Linked DNA regions of Triticum aestivum: region 2 is linked to region 1. Evidence: chromatin contacts called from public Hi-C data. All regions are on one chromosome and are shown on one strand. Each heading gives the region's core, a stretch centred on a gene start, on an enhancer-like site or on the middle of the called end of the contact. The rest is flanking DNA. Distances are from core to core; before and after follow the strand shown.

Evidence for each region. Hi-C and Micro-C count contacts between places; a contact is called where the count stands out from the background.
Region 2: a contact with region 1 is called in a Hi-C map of leaf, with 4 times the contacts expected there. The contact joins the promoter of LOC123060423 here to the promoter of LOC123060420 in region 1. A contact is called at or near these places in 2 of 5 Hi-C or Micro-C datasets (both in leaf).

The regions. Positions count from the first base shown.
Region 1 is chr3A:81,863,479-81,870,496 of IWGSC CS RefSeq v2.1, reverse strand. LOC123060420 (probable galactinol--sucrose galactosyltransferase 2) reads right to left here and starts at 3,061. Exons shown (of 8, transcript XM_044483133.1): 1 at 2,754-3,061; 2 at 2,412-2,655; 3 at 1,845-2,089; 4 at 1,652-1,742; 5 at 1,515-1,563; 6 at 490-1,365; 7 at 193-395; 8 at 1-78. The coding sequence starts at 2,602.
Region 2 is chr3A:82,076,352-82,083,369 of IWGSC CS RefSeq v2.1, reverse strand. It overlaps LOC123060423, which reads right to left and starts at 2,667. Exons shown (of 4, transcript XM_044483139.1): 1 at 2,417-2,667; 2 at 532-622; 3 at 180-447. The coding sequence starts at 615.

The DNA.
Region 1 (7,018 bases), core at 1,812-4,311:
CGGCACCACCCCGCGCCCTGGCAGTTGAACACCCCCACCACGCCGGCGCACTTGTTCATGTTCCATATCTTGAGCAGGCTGAGAGAAAAAAGCAGGGGATCACATGTCAGCGGCACTGAGATAGAATCTACTAGGAGAGTTCCATTCACGTGAGTGAGAGGGAGGATTTCTTTGAAGGATGATGGTGAGCACCTGGCACCGTCGCGCGCCGGGTCGGAGAAGAGGCAGTCGCGCGTGGGCCTGCCGGGGAGCTGCGCGCGGAGCACGGAGCCGTCGGGGAGAACCAGCTTCTTGAGGAGGTCGAAGTTGTGGTTCCCCGGCTTGTCGCTGACATAAATCGGGCAGCCGCCGATGGCCCTCGCCGCGCCGTGGTACTCCGCCGCCGGGTGCAGGCTCTGTACCATCCATCGGTCAAAAGTCAGATCAAACAGTGAAAAATTAATTAAACTCGAGAAGGAAGGAAAGAAAGAAAGAGAAGAATTACTGTACATGAAACATGTCCCAGTCGGGCTGCATGAACTCGCCGAGGAAGAGCGTGTTGTAAGCCACGGAGGAGATGTGGACGGTGTGCGACGCGGGGTCGCGCGGGTAGAAGTCGTCGGAGGCGCGCACGACGGCGGTCTGCTTGGCGCTGTAGAGCATGTCGGTGTTGTGGCACATGCATGAGATACAACCATTATCCGGGAAGTTGCGGGCGACGGAGGCCTCGAGCGCGCGGTGGTAGGCGCGGGTGAGCGCGACGCGGCCGCCGTGCCCGGCACCGAGGGTCTCCACGATGTTCTGCACGTCCACCTTGACGCCGTCGACGCCGCAGGCGGCCAGGTAGGCGTGGAGCTCGTCGTAGAAGTTGTAGACCTTGCGCGGGTGCACGAGGCCGAGGCCGAGCACGGAGAGCGAGTCCATGACGATGTCCGGCTGGTTGCCGGTGACGCCCGGCGACTGCACCGGGTAGGCCAGCGCGGACTCGTAGTGCTCCATCCCGGCCGCCGACGGCTTGACGCCGCCCCAGTAGCCGGCCATGGCGTGCCAGACGTAGACGCTCTTGACGCCGTGCCCCTTCTTGGTCTCCTCCACCAGCCGCTTCAGCCCCGGGGTGTCGTCCTGGTCATGCTCGCTCTGGAACTTGGTGTTCTCCTTGATGCCGGTGAGCCTGCTCGCGAACTGCGCCCCTTCCTGGACGGCGACGCCGGGGTCCTCCTTGTTCTCGCTGCCGATCTGCTGCCAGCCGTCGTCGATGATGAGGAACCGCGGTGGCACGCCGCCCTCCGCCAGGCTGCGGAGGCCCTGCTTGACACCGTCGGCCGTCACGTCCGTGTAGAAGGCGTCCCACGTGCACCACCCGAACCAGTCCACAAACGACGGCAGCTGCATAGGCCAATCCCCAAGCACACAAACCAATCAGATACAAGCGGTGGACTCAGAGCATCTAAAACCGCATACATCAAATTCGGTCCTCAAACGTCCACGGACGCGTCCAAATCAATCTGGTTGAACATGATAGAAATTGTACGGACCTTTTTCTTCTCCCTGTGGTGGAATGTCTGCATGTGCTTCTCAACGGCCCTGCATTCCAGATAAGGAACATTTTAACGTGTCAGTTTAGATTTTGATTTGAGTCAGAGACGGAGGAAGAAGAGGAGGACGTATGTACTTGACGGCCTGGGTGATGGTGTCGAAGGGGTTGGTGCCGGCGTGGATGTACAAACTGTTCATGCCCTGCTCCGTCTGCACCGCTTTGTCCCCTGCTCTCACCCACACACACAACTGAATTCAGCAACGGCTCCAGTGCAAACACAACCACACATCAACTAATCTGGTGACAAAAAAGAGCTCCTGATCATTACCGCTCTCGATGCAGATATGGAGCTGGTCTTGGTCGTTGCCCTGGAGCACCGTGCGGAACTGCCCCTCCAGCAGCGGCAGCATCACCAGGTACACCGGCTCGCTGTCGCCGTCGTCGTTGCCGGCGGCGGCAGGGACCTCGATGAGGATGAATTGGGTCTCCAGCGGGACGTCGCGGCCGGAGGTGCCCATCCGCTGCGTCATCCACCACAGCTTGAACCGGAACAGGCACATGAACCGGCAATCGCTGCAGCATCAACAATTTTTCCAGCGAAATGTAAATTAACCTCAGTCGAAAAGCTATGCCAAAAATAAACTGCTGTAACAAAATTCATAAAGAAAACTGGAGTATGGTTTTTTTAGAAGAAATGAACTAATGAAAACTGGAACTGCTCAGAAATCAACTTCCTAAAATTTGACAGAAATCCTCAAAAAACAATTGATAGGAGAAAAAAAAAGGTCAGAAATCCATGGTGCATTCCAGAGTTTGCCCAGGTGTTCATCCACCTTCCCCGCATTTATCCACCACTATCTCTTTTCCTCAACAGACACGGACAAAGAATACTGACCGGAGAGTCCCGAAGGTGAAGACGTGGTGGCTCTTGGCCTCGCCGGCCGTGGCACCCACGAAGGCCCCGTCGACGAGCCCGGCCCCGGCAGCATGCGCTGCGGTGATGTTGTCCGGCACGCCGGAGAGCACCGTCCGGCCGCGGACCTCCAGCCTCCCGTCGCTCACCGTGATTTGCGGTGTCACCGTCATCTCGGATAACCAAATTCAAAGGACCGCCCCTTCTGCAGCACAAGAACAGCAAGCTGAAACGGCCGGCGTCAGCATCCAGCAAACGACCAAAGCAAAATTCAGACGAATCATTCACAGATAGAGATGCTGACCAATCAAGGAGAACGCGTACCTTGCTTCGATAGATACCGGACGATGGTATATGATAAGAGTGATAGGGAGAGCTTTGCGTGCGGGTAATTGAAACTAGTAGCACTAATCTAATGATATGATAAGATGGTGCGGTGCCCTCGCCGGAGAGGGAGATGAAGGGAGGGAGGGAGGCGATGGGGAGAGGAGGGGTTTATATAGTCGGTCGGGAGGAGGGCGAGACGTGCGTGGCCGGCGACACGACATCCACACGCGGCCCATTCCCATTCGGGGAAGAAGCCCAGTCGCTGGAGAATTCACATGTTTCTTCGACTCTGTACGCCTAAAATTACGCCTTTTCCGGTGAGGTCTCCGTTTCTTTGTGTGGAAGATTGCACGGTATGGTCCAGCTGCTACGATATCGTGGACGATCTGACGTGTCCCAGTTCGATGTATATCTTTCTTGGAAGAAAGTTAATTGTGTAAACTATGCTACGCCTGGGTTGTTGCTTGTGTGTTTCCTGTTGCCGGCCGAGCGGAACAAATGACACGGACAGTCTTGGTCTCGGAACATTATCCCTCTCTTGGCTCCCGACGTCCATATCTTTTTTTTGGTGCTGCTCAAGCATTTCAATTTTCGTGTTCCAGATTTTCCACTGAAGATTGGCCCAATCATTCGAGGGCGGATGACGCCTCAAGAAAATTATCTAGAAATATTTACATCTTTCCCCCGAAAAGAGAATGTTTATGTTTATAGTTTTGAAAAATCGGATCATTTGTATATTTTGTTGAAAGCATATATCTATTTTTATTCCTTGTTTGTGTGCCCTCCTAACATTTTACGGTAGATATGTCTACGGCATGTGTTTTTACAGATTAAAAACCATATGATGATCAGAGTGCATGGTACTCCCTCCGTTCCAAATTACTTGTTGCATGTATGGATGTATCTAGATGTATTTTAGTTCTAAATACATCCATTTTTCCGACGAGTAATTTGGAACAAAGGAAGTACATAGTTAGCATCTTTGTCGGTGAGTAGGGATCCTCACTCGAAGAGAGAGGCGGCACAAGGGCATATAAACCTTATTACCGGCCTAGGTGTCTAAGGGCTTTCGTGTTCCGCACCACACTCCATCACAATAGACTCTCGTAAGGGGTAAGGGCTAGGGGACCTACTTTAGGGATTTTATGGTTGATGGGAGATTTGCACCTCATTACTGCATGATCACTTGGTTATATCATATCTTTTGAAGATCGGTATTGAACTATCAACCTAGGGTCGGTTACATAAGGGCGGCACAAGCTCCCTCATGGGGCAGAAGATACTTGGGAGCTTATTCCCACACCCTAGCTCAGTAGATACGAAAATGCCATTGTAATCCTCTATATTCAACAATAAAGATAGATAGGCAAGAGCTATTACCCATACAGGGGCTTGGACCTAGGTAAAGCCACCGCATCACCATCGATCAATCATCGCCTAAGAGAGTGCTTCGAGCACCACCCCTCTCTCCGCATTGTTTCACGACAAGCATTAAAATCATAAGATCAACAAATCATTATTTTTTTGATAATTATTGAGTTTGTATTTATACACATCATTTCATGAGGGTTCAAAGATCTTTTATTCGCATGTTTCATGACAAACATCAAATCGTAAGATCAGCAAAATATTGTTTTTTGACAGTTATTGAGTTTGTATTTATACTAGTAAATGCGCACGTGCAATGCACGTTAAATATTTAGGCAATATATTAATTGCACATGGATTTTAGGTCTGCTATTATTTGTGTGTTAATCCTGTGATTAGTGTGATATCTGGTATGATATTAATTGCACGTTAAATACGTTTAACGCTCGCCATTGGAGCAGTCTAGGTCGTTGGATTAACTTAGTTCGATGACTGGGATCAGTTGGATCTGCCCCTTTGGGTCTTTTTATATTGGTATAGATAAGTCATTTCATGAGGGTTCAAAGATTTTTTTTTATTCGCATGTCTCACTCCAAGAAAAGATAATTTTGCCGAGATCACAAAATAACCAAAATATTTAATCTTTCAACAAATTCACCTATACCAATATAAAAAGACTCAAAGGGGCAGATCCAATTAATCTCAACCATCAAATCATGTCAATCCAACGACTTAGACTGTTTTAGTGTCGAGCGCTCAACACGTTTAGCGTGCAGTTAATTTCATGCCAAATATAGTGCTAATCATATAATAACACGCAAGTAATATCTTACTTAATATCCGGATACACTTAATATACTTTCAAATTAACGTGCATTGCACGTACATATTGACTAGTAGAGGAAAAGGAACATCAAGAAACAACGACAAGTCTAGTGGAATATGTGATTGGAAAAAACGGCCAAAACGACAAAATGAGACGCTTCTCTTCAATGAAAATGAAATCTCTCAAAAAAGTTGTGAAAGCAACTGTGACATTTTGGTAAATATCATAACAATTCAATAAAATATTACCAAAGAACAAAAGCATGTGGTAAAACCTACAATGGGTTTTCTCACGTACTACAAAATGGTGTTTTTTCCTAAAAAAGATGCAGACGCTTTACCACTCCGAAATCAAAATAATTGCTAGATTTTTTTTCTTCTATAAATGAGTTGTACCCATGTATTAATCAAACATCAGCATTATAAGAAATATCCAAAAGGAAATGGAAATATAATTGACTCCTCAGGTTATCCTTCATCTGGTACATGCCGAGGATGCGCTGAAGTTTGCTGCCGCTGGAGTTTTGCGCCATCACTGGAACAATAAACGTGTATCCACACAGGCAGCCGGTAAATCACTGATCTCTGCTGTGAAGTCTCGACTACATTGATCCCGAAGGATCGACGACCCAAAAACGAAGACGAAGCACCATTAGCCCAACAAAGCCCCCCCCCCCCCCCTGCCGCCACACGCATCAATGTGTTGGGCACTGAGGGAAAGGAAAAAATGTTCACCTGATCTCGTCGGCAGATCCAGGGTGCACACACCACTGAAGCCGGAGGAGAAGCGACGGGCATCAGTGATATATATGTTCATGTGATCTCATAGTGGGTTTCAGCATCTCACGTGTCATCAGAGCAGTATAAGAAGCCGATGAATGACTTTTTTGAGAAGCAAATTTGACCATATGTTTTATTTGCATAAAAAATCACTGAGGAATGACTTCCGCGGTATTCTCGGTGAGAAAAAAAATCAACACTATATACACGCTTGTATTCACATTTTCTATCCTCAAAATTTTATGTTCTCGCCTTGAAGTCGTCAGGAGTTTTTTCTTAGCAAAACTTTTAATACAAGTACAACCGAAGGTCAAGTTTATTTCTGATTTTTTCACCTTCTCTTGATTTAAATTTTTTTCATATAGGATGTAAGGGCATGTTCAACTCAGACCCCCTAAATCGGACACCGTATCCGTCCACGAACCGGTGGAGACAAGTCTGCCAACGATGGTGCGAGAGAGAGCCATCGAACGCTTATTCACTAATAATCCTTATTTGTCCGTTGGGAGGAGAGAGAAAGAGAGAGAGAGAGAGGGAGATCATGCATGTTGTTGCTTTTGGTTGGATATGTGCGATTGAGAGGAGTGAGAAAGAGAGGATGACCACGTGGTTGCTTTTCATTGATGATGTCAGAATGCTCCCAAACTTGCCACAAATTTGCTTCCAATATACCAGATTTCGGACTGGTTGGTAGACACTTTAAGGACTCGGTTGGGTGGCAAAAGTGGTCCGGACATACACGGGAGATTTGAAGGTACACCTTAGAGATGCCTTGACTACACATGAGAGACAAAGGGTATTTCCCCAAAATAATGTTTTTTTTGCCTAGAACAAGTAGTACAATAGAATAGAATGATTTTTGTCTATAAGAGACGTCACATCAGATATTTGCCTAGCTGAAGAGAAAAAAAAGAGAGAAGAGAAGCAAAATGAAAGATGACAGCCGGCTGTAGCACATACTCCAACACACTTTGTGGGAGAAAAAGATAAACCACGACTAAGTATTATATTAATGAGCTATCAGGTTTGCTATATATAACGCGATCATTTCATATGGTCGGCTGTTGGTTACTGACCATGCTGTTAGCCTGTTACCCGCACTCTCTCACACCAACGGAGCCGACAGAAGAAGAGGAAGGCGACGATGAACCGGTGGAGAAGATGCATGTGGCGGCAGGAGCAACCTAATCAGCCTAGGTAGGCGGCGGCTGCGCAGGCTACGCTTTAACCGGCTGTCCATGTCCACCAGACCAGTAATTTGTACGTACTCCGATCGGGGACATTGTTTG
Region 2 (7,018 bases), core at 1,418-3,917, 210 kb before region 1:
ATCAGATCACTACTTTTCACCAGGTATAAGGAATTCATGCGGTGAACAGGAGCAATTCAACAGACTTTTGAGTAGACTTGAAATAAACCCTCCTGGATTTTGAGGCTTTGCATGCATCAAACCTACTTTAACAGGAACAAAATGCACCGAATTCATAGATCCATATGAAAAAAAGGTACCTTCTTCCAGAATAGTGTGTGTTGCATGAAACGGAACACGGGCAAAAATATCTGATCCTGGAAACATTAGCCAGGTATGTTCCTTGGGGTCGTGGTTTCCACATGTCGAGCATATCTCCTTTACCAGCTGCTTGCCTGAGGTTCCTTCCATTTCTTTCATTACGACGTCAAAGGGAGATGGAACACTACTTTTGGTTGTCCTGGCTCTTTTCCGGAGGGCTGTCAACGCCTCCCTGTTAGCATTCCTCATCTTGTCATTTTGCACAAGCTGATGCTCACACAAGAACAAACTATAAGATATCAGCATTGATATATGACAAAAATAACAGAATAAATTGCAACCCATACACACCTCATGCCTAGCCAGAAGAAGTTGCTCTGCATCAGTTTCAATGTCAACCAGAGCCTCTTGAAGCTGCTTCATGTTAGAGTCCATGACAAAACTGCAAAACAATGCCAATTCATTTTCCAAATATAAGTAAATCACTTCAGAATACAATCATCTACATACCATACATTCATAAGCAAAATAACACACATAATTTAAAGGTTCCGGTTTCTAGCATGTTGCATCATAGAAGCAACAAAGTGCTGAAAACACACAAACAAAATGTGTTGTGAAGTATCAGATCTTGTCTCTAATAAAACATATCTCAAAATACCCCAAGCTGAATGTCCTACTCCCTCCTTCCATTTATATAGGGCCTAATGCGTTTTTCAAGACCGCCTTTGACTATTGACAAGATTAATAGTACATGACATGCATAATGTGAAAACTATATCATTGAAAGGTCCTTTCACGTACGAATTTGATGATGTGCTTTGTGTAAGTTGCATGTTATATATTATTGCTCTAACATTTGGTCAAAGTTAGCCTCAAAAAACGCATTAGGCCCTATATAGATGGAAGGAGGGAGTATTTAAAATAATAACTAGAAAACATATACTCCCTCCGATCCAAAATAAGTGTTGCAGTTCTGAACTAAGGTCAGAGGGAGTAATAGATACGATAGTTAGTGTTAACTGTTAACAACGGAACAAAAGTAGCTAAAATTAACATATGGCAATCACAATGGAATAGATCGATAAGCATCAGGATATGAAAGAACCTCAACCTGCTTCAGGCACACGTATTTGGTACAATAGTACAATGGTAATGTGATATGAGTATATATGTGGCTCTGTTCTCTGATGTCCTGGTCATTTAATAGCCTAATTGGATATCACGGCAAAATCCTTTTCACTCTACAAAATACTAGTGCAATGGCATGCCCTGAAATTGTGTAATTAGGGAAATATAAAAAAGTACTGCTGCAAGCATGACTTACAAAACAGAACACTTTTTTTTATGTAAAATAGAACACTTTTCTTAATATACAAGAGGCAACTAACCCTGTAACCCATCAGCTGGGCACAAGGCACCAGCAAGTCTTATTTAAAGAGTCAATGTTTCAGCAAGCAAACTAGCTGAGCATCTCAGGTCTACTGAAAACATTTTCTTGCTACTTTTCTAATAATCTAATACAAATCTAAACATTACTCATTTAGCTAAAAACATCTCAACTGATACCCTTGTAACGCAAAAATATCACACTGTCCTCTACTGAAGATCAAGATCGAAGCAATTAAATTTTCAACCTATTGAAGTATTTTTGGTTACAGATCGCAGCTTCATAGTCTATAAGCTAGTGGATTTTCAACCTATTGAACGATCGGAGCACAGCATTCCTGGAAAGAAATTAGTAACTGCTATGACCTCTCGCGTTTAGGTTTCAGAGAAAAAATCAGGAAGTGTCCGCGCTACTGTGCAGTGGCGGAGCCAAAAGCAAACCCATCCAAGAAATACATCACATAACATTTCAAAAAATATGCCCCATGCGAAAACATACGAAATAAAGCCTAATAGCCAAATAAATCATGAATTTTAACTCGAAGCTTAACGACCTAGGAATAGGTAAAAAAATGTCAAAGTACAGATAATAGTACGTTGGATACAAAAAAGTACCAAATCAACTGTTGCTTTAGCTGTGCCTCCCATAACTACACAAAACCGGCGAAAAAGATCTCTCATCTTCAGTTTTATTTTCAACTCAATTTTCTTCTGCATACACTGATACACATAGACACATAATGACATAACTGGTTCTTCCAGTGTGGTTACTGGTTGTGGCAGTTTTCCACATATCTAATCATACACATGCTAAAACTGAAATTGCGTGAGAAAATTACCCAGCAACCTGGCCGGCTGGCACTGGCCCTAGCAAGCAAGTAGTAGTAGGCAGAGGCAGGGGCGGGGGCAGTCCTGGCCCCCTGGGCGGGGGAGAGCCCGGAGAAGGTAGGGCGGCGCGGCGGCACCCGGCCGGAGCAGCGCGGCGGCCGGCGCGAGGCGAAACGCCGGCGGGCAAGGGAGGCCGGGAGGGGAACGGACGGCGGACGTCCACAACTAGGCAGCTAGGTCGCAGAGGGCGGCGCAACCAGACTGCTGCAAGCCTGCGAGACGGTGCGTCCGTGCGTACCTAGGTCGACATGTTGACTGGGCCCTCTGTGCCTGGGGCCTAGGCCGTGTTGGGCTGCTGCATCCCGGCCCAGTACAAAGCCTATAGGTAGGTAGAAGAAAAACATTCCACGCCCTGGGCCTGAGGGCCTGGGGTACAGCTCAATCTGTATTCTAAAATTGTACAGCGTACATTACACAAATGTTGAATGCGAAAATGGCCGCGAACCAATATGTGGTTGGATGGTTAGAGGGACTGTGGTATCTCCAACCCACCAGGGGTCAAATCCTGATGCTCGCATTTATTCCTGGATTTATTTCAGGATTTCCGGCGATGCGCATTCAAGATGATATGACGGCTTAGTCTTTTGGAGGTGCTCATATGGGTAGGGCGTGCGTGTGTGTGTTCATAGGGATGAGTGTATGCGTATGTATATGAGCGCTTGTGTCTGTATTGATGTTTAAAAAAATGCGAAAATGACCAATCTTTTTATTAATAATAACTAATAATTCAATAATTAAGAAAGTAATAAAGGGCTAGCGAAAATTTTAAAACTAGCATCCACAAGGTGGTTAGGTCTAGCCCCGACTCCTTGAACCAGATAGTGTTGGCGGCTGCCGCATCCATCTCATCCCCGTCCCCCACCTTCATCTTCCCGCCTACCACGCCGACACTGGCCTCCGGCTCATCCCGGCCACCCACCTTCCATGGACCGCCTCGGCCTCCGTGTCATCGCCCACATCCTCACGACCCTCCCGACCTCCGGCGCATCCCCGGCGCGCACATCCTCACGGCTACCCCCGACATCCTCATGGCCAAAGGGGTTGGGCAGAGGGCACCGTTACGGCAGCATCAACAAGTTGGATGGAGGTGGTCGTCCCTCTCTCTTCTCTCCACTGCTTCTCTGTACATCGTCCCAACCATTGATAGCAGCGTGGATTGTCGCGGGGTGGTACACTGTAGTTTTTCTGAAGGAAATATGCCCTAGAGGCAATAATAAAGTTCTTATTTATATTTCCTTATATCATGATAAATATTTATTATTCATGCTAGAATTGTATTAACCGAAAACTTAGTACATGTGTGAATACATAGACAAAATAGAGTGTCCCTAGTATGCCTCTACTTGACTAGCTCGTTAATCAAAGATGGTTAAGTTTCTTAGCCATAGACATGTGTTGTCATTTGATGAACGGGATCACATCATTAGAGAATGATGTGATGGACAAGACCCATCCGTTAGCTTAGCATAATGATCATTTAGTTTTATTGCTATTGCTTTCCTCATGACTTGTACATGTTCCTCTGACTATGAGATTATGCAACTCCCGAATACCGGAGGAACACCTTGTGTGCTATCAAACGTCACAACGTAACTGGGTGATTATAAAGATGCTCTACAAGTGTCTCCAATGGTGTTTGTTGAGTTGACATAGATCGAGATTAGCATTTGTCACTCCGTGTATCAAAGAGGTATCTCTGGGCCCTCTCGGTAATGCACATCACTATGAGCCTTGCAAGCAATGTGACTAATGAGTTAGTCATGGGATGATGCATTACGGAATGAGAGACTTGCCGGTGACGAGACTGAACTAGGTATGATGATATCGACGATCGAATCTCGGGCAAGTAACATACCGATGACAAAGGGAACAACGTATGTTGTCATGCGGTTTGACCGATAAAGATCTTCGTAGAATATGTAGGAACCAATATGAGCATCCAGGTTCTGTTATTTGTTATTGACCGGAAATGTGTCTCGGTCATGTCTACATAGTTCTCGAACCCGTAGGGTCCGCACGCTTAACGTTCGATGACGATATGTATTATGAGTTATGTGATTTGATGTACCAAAGGTTGTTCGAAGTCCCGGATGAGATCATGGACATGACGAGGAGTCTCGAAATGGTCCAGACATAAAGATTGATATATTGGAAGGTTATTTCGGACACCGGAATGGTTCCGAAGTGTATCGGGTATTTTCCAGAGTACCGGGAGGTTACCGGAACCCCCAGGGGATTAATGGGCCACAATGGGCCTTGGTGGAGAAGATAAAGGGCCGGCCAGAGATGGCGCCCCTCCCCCCTTGCCCAGTCCAAATTGGATAAGGGGAAGGGGGACGCCCCCCTCCTTCCTTCTCTTCTCTCCTCTTTCCCTTCTTCTCCTTCTTGGACTAGGAAAGGGGGAAACCTACTCCTACTAGGAGTAGGATTCCCCCCCCCCTTGGCGCGCCCTGTAACGCCCCGAGACCGATGTGCTAGGTGTCTTCCAGTTATTCGATGTTGTTGCCTTGTCATTCGCTTGCGTGTTGCATCTTGCCATGTCATCATCCGCTTTGCATCTGCATGTTTTCGAAAACTTGCATCCGTCCGGGTCTTCGAGTTCTCTCTGTTGTCCGTTCTGAGCCCAGACACACTTGCACCCGCCCGTGGCATGTCCGAAATATTATTTTATAAGTGGCCAGAAAATGTTCTCGGAATGGGATTAGAGTTGACGTGGTCTTATTATAGTGTAGATAGACCACCTATCAAGTTTCATCGCATTCGGGGATCGTTTGATGCCCCAACGGATAACTATAGCGGCAGTATAGCCGGCCTAACGTCGGACGTTTTCGGTCTCCGAAAACTGTTGCCGGGTTTTCCCTCTCTTTCCTCTCTAGTCCGTCTGCATAGTCCGCTATCACTGCCAGGCCCCGAAACCCTCTCTGTGCAGTGCATCGAACCCCTCGCGCGCGTCCGGAAGTTGTCCCGAACCCGACCCGGGGAGTCGTCACCGTTGGATCCGAATCATCCCCAAACGTCTACAGAACATCACCATTTTCTCATTTGGACTCCCTAGTTTATTCTCCCGACCGTCTGATCTTGATCGGAGGGACGAGATAGCCCCTAACCTAATCTTCCTGAGATATATATTTGACCAACCCTAAATTTGAGGAGGCTTGTCCCATCATTCCCTTTCGGCCGCGGCCACTCTCCCTTGTTTTCAGCACCACCCCAATCGGCAGCTTCCACCTTGCCTCGATCCAAATCCTCCCACACCACCAAGCTCTTCCTCGCGCCCGTGCACTGCCTCCCGGCCCTTAAGAGCTCAAAGCGCTGCCGCTTCTCGCCGGATCTGCGACTACCCCCTCTGACCTGCTCCGTTCCGGCCAGTCCCCGGCGAATCCACCTCGAGTCTCGCGCCATCACCCGCCGAAGCATGCCGTCGGGCCCCTGTTCGCCCCTGTTTCGCTCGCGCTGGCCTCGTCAGGTCTTAGCGCCCGCAACCTCGCTTGAGGTCCAGATCGGGAGGAACCTGAGCTCCTCCATCTTCGTGCAGCGCCGACGACCTCGAGCACAGCCCCGCCAAGCCCCCTGCAAGCCGTCGCCGACCGCTGCCGCCGGCGCCCGCAGGAGCTCGCCACCAAAGATGAGCACCGCCACGCCCATTCCCCTCTTTCTCTTCTCTCTCTCTCATGCGTCTCTCTTTCTCTATGTTCCGCTGCAACAGGAAGCACGCCAAGCCGCCGCCGGGAACGACCTTCACCGCCTAGGGCCTTCCCTCACATCATCGCCGTCGACCTGCGGAGGGACCCGCCATGGCCACCCTCGTCTTCAAGATGCGTTGCCCGCGCCCGATTTCGGCGCTCTAAGGACGCCCATCGTCGGAGGCCGCCGTCCCGCGCCCTCCATCCCCTGCGCCTCCGTCTCTCCCTCGCCGCCGTTCCCCTTCTTCCTCTGCTTCCTGTACGAGCGAGGAGAACGACCGAGCGCCCCTACGTTGAGCCGCCTCCCTGTTCGTCTGGAGCGCCAGCGACAGATCGCACCCAGGCCTAGCGCGAGGCCCAGCTGCGCACCCCCCCTGTCGGCCTCCCTCTTCCCACCGAACCGGGCCGAGCCCATGGTGAGAGCAGATCCAGCCCGAGCTCCCCTGCACTGTTGGGCCGCCTAAGTTTCGGCCCGCGTGTGTTTTTTCAGCGTCTGCGAATTTGTTCGTTTATCCAGTTAAACAGTTTTGCAGAAAAACCCTCTTACTTCATGCATTTAATAACTTCTCAACCGTGCATCGGATTAAAACAATTTATATATGAAATATGTTTAGTTTTTCATCTAGTTTCATAATATGTCACTTTCACCCATGTTTAAAATGTTTAAATTGCTGTTTGTGTAGATTTGCTCCTTGCCATGCTAAAATGATTTAATTCATAACTAAATAACCATAGCTCCAAATTTAATAAACTTTATATGTAAATGGGGTGGAAAAATGCCTAGTTTAACATGGTGACCTTACTTCGCATGTTTAACAACTCTAAAATTGTGTTTAGGGCAGAACAGTACCAAACCTAATAAGTGCATATGAGGATTT